Linked DNA regions of Mus musculus: region 1 is linked to region 2. Evidence: chromatin contacts called from public Hi-C data. All regions are on one chromosome and are shown on one strand. The core of a region is the stretch at or near the end of the contact, and the rest is flanking DNA. Distances in the headings are between cores, read along the strand shown. Region 1 has its middle 48 kb from the start of Tmem158. Region 2 holds the start of Tmem158 (transmembrane protein 158).

What was found. Hi-C and Micro-C count contacts between places; a contact is called where the count stands out from the background.
Region 1: a Hi-C map of the N1E-115 cell line shows a contact between it and region 2, with 5 times the contacts expected there. The contact joins the enhancer-like site here to the promoter of Tmem158 in region 2. A contact is called at or near these places in 4 of 39 promoter capture datasets (the 3T3-L1 cell line, 3T3-L1-derived adipocytes and macrophages), 4 of 484 Hi-C or Micro-C datasets (the AML12 cell line, the HPC-7 cell line, the N1E-115 cell line and 1 more), 3 of 115 datasets of contacts at active chromatin or transcription factors (bone marrow-derived macrophages, embryonic stem cells and neural progenitor cells) and 1 of 9 other capture datasets (macrophages).

Annotation. Positions count from the first base shown.
Region 1 is chr9:123,306,020-123,312,174 of GRCm38.p6, reverse strand. It overlaps the pseudogene Scp2-ps2. Among named protein-coding and RNA genes, the nearest start is that of Tmem158, 48 kb to the right of the region's middle. Within about 2 kb of position 2,889, at least 42 of the 459 cell types and tissues checked have an H3K27ac peak or open chromatin away from gene starts, as enhancers often do. A contact at or near this core is called in the N1E-115 cell line, bone marrow-derived macrophages and macrophages, where this site is marked.
Region 2 is chr9:123,256,957-123,263,049 of GRCm38.p6, reverse strand. Tmem158 (transmembrane protein 158) reads left to right here and starts at 2,261. Exons shown (of 1, transcript NM_001002267.2): 1 at 2,261-3,993. The coding sequence starts at 2,505. The coding sequence ends at 3,365.

The DNA.
Region 1 (6,155 bases), core at 1,640-4,139, 48 kb before region 2:
TTCACTCCACATGTCAGATTTCTTCCTTCCTTCCTTCCTTCCTTCCTTCCTTCCTTCCTTCCTTCCTTCCTTCCTTCATTTCTTTTTCTTTCTTTCTTTCTTTCTTTCTTTCTTTCTTTCTTTCTTTCTTTCTTTCTTTCTTTCTTTCTTTCTTTTCTTTCTGTGATGTCCCTGGGCCCTCGAAGTGGGGTGACATACAAAACACAGTTCTCATTACAAAGGGGATTAAGACATAATTTATTCAAATAGAGTGACCATGGCTTGAGAACACAGACTTGGGTTGCCAAGAATAATGTGTTTCAATATAGAAAGTCTTTCATGAACTTTTTAATATAGATGGGGGGAGGGGAATCCAGTCATAAACCAGGACATCTTTCAAATACATTGGTGAAAACATCAGGGAGGCAGGCTATAGTAAAATGAGAAACATCTCTGCAATAGGTCTTAGGTGCTGTCTGCTGATATTCTTTTGGTTGCTGGAAGCTAGGCTGTCTATTAATACGGCCCAGAAGGTTTCACCTGATAATCCTGAGGTCAGACATAAAAGTGGGCAGTGAATGATGACTAAGGGAGTAAAGATGGTCCAAGATCATTTGGCTCTAGATCTGCAACATTCCAAATCTCTATCATTACAAAGTTTTAATCAGTTAACTGGCCTTGTACAGCTTTTAATTTGGGTGTTAAAATCTTTAATGTAGGTGTGACTCCCTCCACCTATCCCCCTACAGAACCTCAGTTTATAAGACATCTTGCAAGTTCTGCCCTCTCGGCAGGCCAGGCTAGTCACCCCAATTAACAACTAGCCAGCTTCATAAGGATGAATAATGCCATCCTACACTCACTAGCTAACCTGCTTGCTGGCTATGGACACCTGAGCAAAGCAGGTCAGAGCCACCAAACCACTCAGCTGCTCTGGACTAGGGAATGTAAAAAAAAAAAAAAAAAAAAATGTAGGTGTTTTATGTTGCTAAGTATTGAGATAATTCTTATGCAGCAAAAGCTGACACAACAGCATCTTTGTGGTCTATGGTCACTATCCATTTCTTTTCTCAAGTGCACATGATAAATGGAATTGCACCTCTCCTTTGAGACTTAACTGAAATATACCTGCTTCTATAACTCTATGATTTTATAATACCTGCTTCTCAGAGTCACATACTGGAGCCCAACCCTTCTTCCCACAATGCTTTGTTTCTTAATTTCTATTTATTATTCATTGCTTTGCCCTGAATGTATTTTCTCTTAAGGCTTCAGTGAGGAGGGAGACTGGGTCTTGACCATCACTGTAGTCTCTCAAGTGCCTAAGAAGCAGCACCTCTGAGGTTCTCACACTTTAATGAGTAGAAAGCTTACTTGGGTAGCTGGCTCTTTGTGTTGATTCTCAGCCCATCATGGGAGACTCTGATTTATTAATTCTGGTGTAGAATTAATTAATTCTGGTGTAGAATCCCAGAAAAGAAATATGTAACAAGTGGTCTAGGAGACCTAGCTGCAGCTGATATAGGACATGGCTGAAAAAATAAGCCTGAGGAGATGCTGCGCTCCCATGAGTTCGGTGACTTGTTCAAGGTCATACAGTCAGAATGTGACAAAGCCAGCCTGAAACCCCTTTCCAGACAGCCCTGCAGGTACTCTGAAAACATGCAAGCCACATTTTGAATCTCTAGACTCTACACTAGTAAAACCCATGGCTTGCAAGTGACTTCAGGATTGTGTGCATGTACACATGTAGAACAGCTACTTACTAGAGAGTGTCCCAGCAGATGGCCCGTTCTTCTCTGTTGCACTAGGAAGTGTTGGGCTGATGGCCAGATGTGGCTGCATTGCTAAAGAAGAACCAACCTGAGTAGAGCAAGATCAAGACCCACATCTGCCTTCCCCACTCTCCAGCTCCCTAACAAGGTAGCTAGCATCAACAAGAGGTCTCTATGGAATAAAGGGGCACTCCAGGGAGAACCAAGAAATGCTGCTTATTCAGAACTTGCTATAGATGTGAGTCAGCAACAACTATCTATATCTGACATAAACTCAAAGACAAGCAGAGTGGGAAGGCTGGCCAGTAGGAAATAGCTTCATACAGCCTCTGATTAGGGGTTGTGGACATGAAGCAAACAGAACAGGCTATCTAAAAGCAGGGTGCCCCACATGATTGAGAGTTCATATTTGGTTTTCTTTTTTAAAAATCAGTCCTAAGTTGAAAGGGGACACAAATGAGAGGCAGTTACTGATTAAATATCCACTCTGTCGGACTGATTTATAGGTGTTGGGCTATGAATTGTAGACTGTGGGCCAGTGGGGGAGGCAGGGGAGAGACTCTTATCTATGTACTTGCATGTAGAGGCCAGAGGTCAACTTCTGGTGTCACAATGCAGGAGACTTGACAGCCCCAAGGCTCTATCTGTGTCTGCCTCCCCAGCACTGGGGATAGAAGTGGGAGCCACCTCTCGTTGATTTTTTTTTTTAACCTGGATTCTAGGGGAGTGAGCTCAGATCCTCAGGTCTGTGAAGCAAATACTACCAACTGAGCTAGCTTGCCAGCCCCAAGCCCCTCTTTTTATATGCAGCCTAGCCATTATCTGTTCACATCTTAATCTTTCAAAGAGAATTCGATTCCCTGCACATTTCTCCTTGGCTAGCCAGCCCATTTCTTACTTCTCTCAAACGAACCTGATGTCGCAGTTTCTGTACGATCTGAAATATGGCCCCTCCTCCCCCCACCTCCAGCTCTCAGCATCTAGAAGAGAGGACTGGAGAAGCTCCTGACGTGCTGCCTGTCTATGGGGACTCTGGAATGGAACTTTTCTACCGTTTAATGTACCAATCCATCATCAAACTGCAGAGGGAGATCCGCCTCTGAATCATCAGGAACCCATGTCACCCTCACCCCACCCCCTACTTCTGCAGAGCTGTTTAGTCATCAGCACATGATAAATGGAATCCTGCCTCTCCCTCGAGGCTTAACTAAAAGCTGCTTCTATTGCTTCTCCGAGTTCCATGCTGGAGCCCACCCTTTCTTCCCACAATGCTGTGTTCCATTGCTTTGCCTTGGTCACTTTCCATTCCTTTTCTCAAGTACACATGAGAAACTTGAACTTTAAGTTTCACCCAGGGACCTCCTGATGCTGTGAGATGAAGAAATTTCCAGAGTGTTCAGTTTCCCATTTCTTTACATGGGTAATCCTCCATGTTGTCCATGCAGAGGAGGCCTAGAGTCACCCTTCAGCTGCCCACTCATTACCACATTCAGTCTCTACCAAGTCCTATTAATTCTACTTCCAGGATCTCTCTTGATTTGGTCCAGTTCCCAGTTCTGTCATTCCTGCCTGAATCCTAACGTATGCTGGCAGCACCTCACACCTGCCCTTGCCAATGCTCAAACAAGCCAATGTACCTTTAAACTCTTTAAAATAAGAATGGCAGAGATAGGCCAGGTACAGTGGCCACATCTGCTATCGCAGGGTTTGGGAAGCAGAGACAAGGGCTCAGTAGTTCAAAGTCGTCCTCCGCTATACAATGGATTTAAGGTCAGCCTGGGCTGCAGGAGATCCTGTCATAAAAACAAAAACAAGCCAGGCGGCGGGGGCGCACACCTTTGATCCCAGCACTCGGGAGGCAGAGGCAGGCAGATTTCTGAGTTCGAGGCCAGCCTGGTCTACAGAGTGAGTTCCAGGACAGCCAGGGCTACACAGATAAACCCTGTCAGAAAAGAAAAAAAAAAAAAAAAAAAAAAAGGAAAGGAAAGAAAGAAAGGGAGGGAGGGAGGGAGGGAGGGAGGGAGGGAGGGAGAGAGAGAGAGAGAGAGAGAGAGAGAGAGAGAGAGAGAGAGAGAGAGAGAGAGAGAGAGAGAAAGAATCGAATATGTACCTATTGAGTTAGAAAACAACTGTCAAGTCTGGAGAGGCGACTCAGAGGCTAAGAGCATGTATTGTTCTTGAAGAGGAGCAGAGCCACATCAGGCTGCTCACAACTGCCTGTGACTCTAACTCCAGGGGGGGTCACAATGTCTGCCCTCTGTAGACATGTGCACACACATACACATAATAACAAATACTAGAAAACAAATGTGAGTTTTAAACTTTTACCTATTAGGGCAACCGATTAGCAATGTAGACATTTTAGAGGCTAAAAACCGCAGTTGCAGAGCAAAACAACCATCTAAGTTCAGGCGTCTTAGAAAATACCTTGTCGAGCACAATCTAGGCCTCGGAGGAGCTGTGGTTGTCACCCTCTACAGGATGGGTTTTCCCGAAGCTGCCAGCTCCTTCAGGACGCACCAGGTTTCAGCTGCTCCCACCAGCTCTGCAGGGGATGGATTCAAGGCAAACCTCGTCTTTAAGGAGATTGAGAAGAAGCTTGAAGAGGAAGGGGAACAGTTCGTGAAGAAAATCGGTGGCATTTTTGCCTTCAAAGTGAAAGATGGCCCTGGCGGCAAAGAAGCTACCTGGGTGGTGGATGTGAAGAATGGCAAAGGATCTGTGCTTCCCAATTCAGATAAGAAGGCTGACTGCACAATCACCATGGCCGACTCAGACTTGCTGGCTTTGATGACTGGAAAAATGAACCCTCAGTCGGCCTTCTTTCAAGGGAAACTGAAGATTGCTGGTAACATGGGACTGGCCATGAAACTACAGAACCTTCAGCTTCAGCCGGGCAAAGCTAAGCTGTGAGGAGTCCCTTTGGCAACCTCAGGACATCAAGATGAGATGTGTAGATAGGTAGAGATCCACGTCTCGTCGTCAGGACTTAGACTGACACCTCCCGAATAGCATGAGATAGATTTGTTGCTAATTGGGTGCGGTCAATTGTGTTTCCCCGAAGCTGGGAGGTACATAGGGCCTCCCTGCCTGCACTGCTGCTTTGAGGACTTGCATTCTACTGTGCTTGATGAAGCTACTATGTCAATGATGGTTTGGGGTAAACTTGAGTTTCAGAATAAAATTCAGAACAGTAAAATCTGAAGACTGAGTAAACAAAGCCCTTGTTTTGCTTAGAAGTATATTTGAGGATCACTGTGTTGGACACTCGGTGTGACATTTCTCCTTGGGGGGACTAGAGAAGAAACAGATTTCCATAGTTGACCAGGAATTAGTGCCTCACACTCAATTACCTGCATCAGTTTCTCACTAATAGTTCTTAAAATAAAATTCTGTACTAAAAGTTTAAAAAAAAACTTTAAAAATGTTCATTTCATGCCATCAGAAACAGTTCTTTTCTTCCCAAATAAAATACAAGAATTATGGTCAGAGCTTAAGAGAGAATTTACAGCTGAACAGAACTGTTTTAAAATATTTTTCAAATGGGCATCTTTTTAAAAATCATAGTATCAGAGCCATGGATACCATTAATAAAAATAACTGAATAAAGTTTCTTCCAGAGATACGGGCTTCAAATTATAGTTTCATATTAATAAGTGTATAAACTGAGTCTCACAAATTTCCTTTTTCATACACTTGATTGTCTGCATTTATCTTTCTTCCAAGTTTTTCTAATTCTAATGCTATTTGTTATAATTTAGGTTTGGGATAAAAATATGCTTTTGGAAGATTTAAAAAGAAAATTAAAACAGCTCTTCCTGAAAAAAAAAAAAGAAAAAAAAAAAAAAGAAAATACCTTGTCAGAGAAAGCATTTTCAGTCATATTTGGAATGTGAGAATCTGCTTCTGTCTAACTGCAAAGGGACGAGCACCATTCTTCTTGTGATGGTAAGTCTTTTACTAGCTCTTAGAAAGTTCTGCAGTATCCAGACTGAACAGTATACCTCGATTAGTAAATACCAAGGAGGGAAAACGTGTCTGAGTAAGGGAGGACCCAGGAAAACAGATTGCAGAAAGAGGAGCACGGCATAGGCTGTGAAGTGCTGCCTTGGAAGCTGCCACTGCTTTTCCTGGCCTAGCTGTTCTGCAGGTCCTGTGACCACCATTATGTCCCTCCTCTGCTGCAGTCACATCCTGGCCTACAGGACCCATCGCTGAGTAGACTCAGCCCTTCTGGAGTGAGAAGGTTCTGTGCCTTCCAGGTGAGCTTGTACCTACCTCCTTACTTGATGCTTTTCCTTCAGATCTCAGAAACTCTATGTACCTTAAACACACACAAATACACACACGCACACACTAACATACACACACACATATACACACACACACACATATACATTC
Region 2 (6,093 bases), core at 1,012-3,511:
GGGACTTCTTGGCTCTCCAAACCAGACTTGCTTCTTTGCTTGTGGTTGGTTGGTTGGTTTTTGAGACAGGGTCTCAGGCATTCCAGTCTAGACTTGAACTATGTCAAGCTGGCTTTGAACTCCTGATCCTCCCTCAATTTTCTAAGTGCTGTTACAGTTGCATGCCATCATACGCAACTGCAAACAAGTCTGTCATTTTCCCTTCCAAGTTTCCCCCACCCCCATCCCCACCCCCACCTCCATTGTACAGACACAGTAAGGGAACCCCTAAGAAGCTCAGCATGTTCCTGCCTAAAGTTCCAGAAAATGTCACCTGCTGTCATGGATAGAGACCTGACTCAAGACTCAATCCTTGACAACTAGGCCCCTTTAAGCCCTAGGGATCACATGATATCCCTGTTTTGAAGTAGGCTCATATTTAAACAAGGCTGCCACACCAGGTAGTATATTTTGTTCCTTAAAAGGATAAGTCATTTTAAATAAGAACATGAAACTGCACATTGTCCCATCTGGGAACACAAAAGTAGATAGATAGATAGATAGATAGATAGATAGATAGATAGATAGATAGATGTGTGTCCTGTGCCTCAGGGACATCAACCTTTTTTACAGAGACCAAGAATCCAGTCACACTGGGCTGGATTTGCAGGAATAGATAACCAACTGGCCAGCACTGAGAAGGTGGGGTAGATGCTGGACTGCAAGCTCCATTAACATAACACAGTCCCATGCAGGGTGGGTGCCAGCCGCCCGGCTGTCACTCAGGGAACCAAGACCAACAGAGAAGACTTGGTACTTTGGGGAATTCTGTTTATAAGGCTCTCTCTCTCCCTTCTCTCTCTCCCCACTTTCTCTCTGTCTACCTGTGTCTCTCCCTCATTCCAATGTTACTATTTGTTAGAAAACAACTTAGAAGATGGGTTTAGTGGTACATGGCTTTAGTCCCAGAACTCAAGAAGCAGGGGCAAGTGGATCTCTGAGAGTTTGAGGCCGGTCTGGTCTACATAATAAGTTCCAGGACAGCTAAAGCTACGAAGTGAAACCTTGACTCAAAAGAAAGAGCAGGAGAAAGAATGAAAGAGAGAGAGAGAACTATTTAGAGAAATATATTTAGCACTTTGTACCCAGCAATGGCTGTCATCCTGTCCTTCACAGGCCCTTGGGAAAGCTTAGCTGGCTTAGAGGGAGGGTCACTCTTAGATTTACAGAGCACAACTGTTTCAAGCCATTTTAGGGGTCAGTTGACATTAGTTTCCAAGTGTGAGGCCAGAAAACAAGGGAAGTGCAGTTTGCTCCTTTTTGTGATGGGGATTGAACCCTGGGCTTGCTAGGACACTAGGAAAGCACCCTTCCAACTGAGCTGCCTCTTCTTCCCAAGAACGTTTTTTGTTCTTTACAGAAAGCATCTTTCTGTGTAGCCCAGGCTGTCCTCAAACTCATAATTCTCCTCACCACCTTAGTACTGGATTTTGTTTATTTGAGACAGGTTTTCAGGTAGCCCAGGCTGGCCTCTCCAAGGAACTTGGACTCTGGATTCTCACTTGGGATTACAGACTTGTACCATCAAGCTCAGGACTCAGGTAGGCTTCTTAATATAAATTGTATCCTATTAAATTACTCTTGACAACTCCACCTCTCCACAATATACATCCCGGAAGACTGATATTCATGGACTCTAACATACAAATTTTTTGTGTCTATGTGCACACTAGACTGCAGGTGTCCTCAAGCATCCGACCTGTGGGATTTGCATTCCCATTGCCCCAACCAACACCAAAACTTCAGAATTTTGAGGATTTTTTTATGAGTTCTCTTCCTGTAAAACAAAACAACGAAACAAAAACAAAACAAAAAACAAAACAACAACAACAACAAAAAAACCCATATGTATCTATTGTGGTGAAGACACATTAAAACCAGCCAGACTCCAGATCTGAATTTCTGAACTCAGCAGAAAGGTACAAGAGTCCTGTCTCTGGCTCCTGAGGTAGCCCGGAGACTTTCTCCCTTCTTAGTTTCTCCTAAGCAGAAAGGAGGTACTGATTAGCTCTCCTGGGGGCGTGACAGAGGGACTGTCTGGGCTCCGGGACTCGCTCTGGGCTTCCCGCCCTCGGGGGTCCCCTCGCTCCGCCTCCACGCACCGCCCTGTCGCTCAGGTCTTCAGTTCCCGCCCCTGCGAGTGGAGCCCCGCCCTCCCAATTCCCCGCACCCGGTGAGCCGGGGGCGGGGCGCGCGGAAGGCGGAGCCGAGCAGGGGAATCCTCTCTCGTTTCGCCGCGAGCCAGCAGAGCCTCCTGGCCGTCCAAGGGCCCCAGCTCTGGGGGCAGCGGAACCTCGACGAGCGGAGTCTGAAGAGGCCATCGCGGCCCGTGAGCCGGTGTCGTCCCAATACACTGGCAGAGTTCCGCCTCGGCCTTCCAGGCCCCGCGGTTCCCTCACCGGACGGTCGCCTGCGCGCCATGCAGCCGCCGCCTGCCCCGCGCGCGTAGGCGCTCGCCACAGGCCATGCTGCCCCTTCTCGCCGCGCTACTGGCCGCCGCCTGCCAGCTGCCGCCGGCGCACGGCGGGGCCACGGATGCGCCCGGCCTTGCAGGGACGCCCCCAAACGCCTCGGCCAATGCGTCCTTCACCAACGAACACTCCACCCCGCGTCTGCTGGCATCGGCGGCATCGGCGCCCCCAGAGCGCGCGGGCCCAGAGGAGGCTCCGGCGGCGCCCTGCAACATCAGCGTGCAACGACAGATGCTGAGCTCGCTGCTCGTGCGCTGGGGCCGCCCGCGGGGCTTGCAGTGCGACCTGCTGCTCTTCTCTACCAACGCGCACGGCCGCGCCTTCTTCGCCGCCGCCTTCCACCGCGTCGGGCCACCACTGCTCATCGAGCATCTGGGGCTGGCGGCGGGCGGCGCGCAGCAAGACCTGCGCCTGTGCGTGGGCTGCGGCTGGGTGCGCGGCCGCCTGCGGGCTCCCGCCGGGGCTCCCACCGCGCTGCCTGCCTACCCGGCGGCCGAGCCGGGGCCGCTGTGGCTGCAGGGCGAGCCTCGTCACTTCTGCTGCCTGGACTTCAGCCTGGAGGAGCTGCAGGGCGAGCCGGGCTGGCGGCTGAACCGCAAGCCCATCGAGTCTACGCTGGTGGCCTGCTTCATGACCCTGGTCATCGTGGTGTGGAGCGTGGCCGCCCTCATCTGGCCGGTGCCCATCATTGCCGGCTTCCTGCCCAACGGCATGGAGCAGCGCCGGACCACCGCCGGCGCCCCCGCGGCCGCTCCTGCAGCCGTACCCGCGGGGACTACCGCCGCTGCCGCCGCCGCTGCTGCAGCTGCTGCTGCTGCTGCCGCGGCTGTCACCTCGGGGGTGGCTCCTAAGTGACCCCCTCCGCCCCGCGTCCGCGCTGTGTAAGCGCTCGCACGCGCCTTCCTCACCGGAGACGGGGCAGGTGCGCTTCGTGCTGTCCTTATTGTTCATCCTTTTCCCGGGAGGGGACCGCAGAGAGGCACAAATGAGGTGGGAAAGTGGGGTTTGTGCTGAGGTTCTGGTTCGGAAGAGCAGGGGCAAGCTCTCGGGCTGAAGGGTGGGATCCACGCGTGGCTCGAGGACACAAGGGAAACCGGCTCTTTCCCCTGCGGCACCCCCTCCCTGCGCCCACATGCCCTTTATTTATGGCAGAAAGTGACCAGATCCTGTGTATTTGTTTTATATATTTAATAACTGTTTTAAATGAAAGTTTTAGTAAAAAAAAATACAAAACAAAAAGATTCAACTGCTAAAGCTGTGGTAACAGGAGCTCTTTGTATCTGAATGTAGTTGTATTTGAAGCTTCTTGTTTGTTTTTTTAAAGGGGGGGACGAGGGAAGATTTGACACGGATTTATTGTAATTGCTTACAAAAGAACTTTATGAATCTTTTCCAAGTCGATCTATTCAGTGACATGGCCTGGTGGGCGTTTCTTCTTGTATTAATGTGGTTTTCTGGCTTTTAATACAGACATTTTCCTCCAGAAATGTGTATGTTTCCTTTATTTGCTTTTGGGAGAGGGATCCAAGACGCAAATGAATCATGAAGAAATTCCTGAAAAGAGGGGCGCCATCTGTCTTCCTGGCTGAGACAGGTGAAATCGCTTTCAGAATGGTTCCGATGGGGATTGCTAATCAGTTCACTGGGCCCCAGACACGTACGTCCTTTCTACAGAGCACAGGTTCACAGCGCTTGGCATAGTTTGTTTTCACATGGTGCCCCAGGAAAATCAATAAATAGTTCTGTGAGCCAAGTGTCTTTCACAGAACCACCTCGGTAGGTGTGGTGAATATACAGTATATATACATGTTCTTGTGTGTGCCCACTCACTCCTGAATGCATTTGTGTGGGGGAGTCAGAGTCAAGTGCCTTCTCCAGTTACTCTCCACCTTAGTTTTTATCTTGGTCTGTCTCTAAACACCAAGCAGGTAGATTCAGCTAGACTGGCTGGCCAGCGTCCTCCTGTCCCTGTCTCCCCAGTACCGAGATTATAAGCATACACCACTAAGATTGGCTTTTCACATGCATGTTGGAGATCTGAACTCAGGTCCTCCTGCTTAAGTACCGGGCACTTTTACTGAGCCATCTTCCCAGACCTGAAAATGGCTGATTGTAAGACATAGATTACATTCTGTTTGGTAAGTTAAGCAGGTGGCATGTTTCAAATGCTAGTATCAAATTCTGAGATGTTTATTTAGCATTAACAAGTTCTTGGTAAAAGGTAACCAATAGCTGTAACTCTGTGTTTCTGTGGTAGAACCTGTCTGCTACGTGGTAGATTCAGATTCTTTGAGTTATCTGCAGAGCAAAGATCTTTCTCAGCTTAACACAAAAGTAAATTTAAGGCATTTAAGTACTGTAATTCCAGTACTAGGGAATCTGACCGCAGTTGAAGGCTGCCCTGGATTACATAATGAGACCCTGTCAAAATAAAATAAAGATGTATTCCTTTGCTCCATCTCATTCATACCTGCTTTTGAAACATTAAACTTGCTCTAGAGCCATAGTTCTCAAAATACGGGCCCGCAGCATCAGCATCAAACTGGAGATGGACTCACTTAAGGCCACAGAAGTGGGAATCCAGAAAGGTAAAACTCCCTAAGGGATTCAGGTGTATTTCAAGTTTGTGATGTGCTGTGTGTTTGCAGAAGGGAATCTTTAGCTGCATGGCATCTCTGTTTATCTTGAGGCCTCTATCAAGTAAGATGCTTTCTTCTCAGGAGCCTGAGAGGATGGTTATAGCCCCATGGCTTTAGCTGCCCTTCTGGCTCCTTGTGGTCTGGGGATGTATCTGAGGGTAGAGGGGGAATCTTTCTCTGTTGCCACTGTTGTCAGGCCACTGAAGATGCTCAGTGGCTACTGTGATGCACGTCTGCTCAGATCACTGGTAATTTTTACATGTCACTAAACCAGGTAGTATGGGAACTTCACTTCTTTACCGGATCTGAAGAGCAATAATTACTAATCTTGATCAGTTTTAATATCATAGTGCTTATAATTCCATGGGGCACATTGAGTAATTTTGGTATAGTACACACACACTTTTTTCTAAGACAGAAACTAAAATTCAGAGAACTTTAGTTTCTTGCCTATAATCTCACAGCTATGTAAGACAGAACTGAGATGAAACCCAAGACTTCTTCTGCCTCCTTGGTATGTTTTTTATTGCTAGGAGCTTCCTTTCCTAGGAGAATACAGAGCTAGCCATTCAAGGTTTGATCCTCTGTTGGCTTTCCCAGCCATTGGCTAATCTGTACAGCTACAAACCCAAAGAAGCCAGGCTGCATTAAATAAGACACCTGGGCACTTAATGGAACTCTAACCTATGCATGTACTTGGTTTACACATACATAAGTGTTTAGATTTATTTTCCCAATGAATATATTTTAAAGATGGGTTTAAAATATTAGCATATGGGGCTGAAGAGATAGCTCAGTGATTAAGAGCATTCACTACTTTTTGAGATAATCTGAGTATATAGCACCCATGTTGGGTGGCTCCCAGGTCTGACATACTCTTCTGACTTTCCCAAGCACTTCCACAAATGGAGCTGGAGGAATGGCTCAGCAGTGAAGAGCACTTA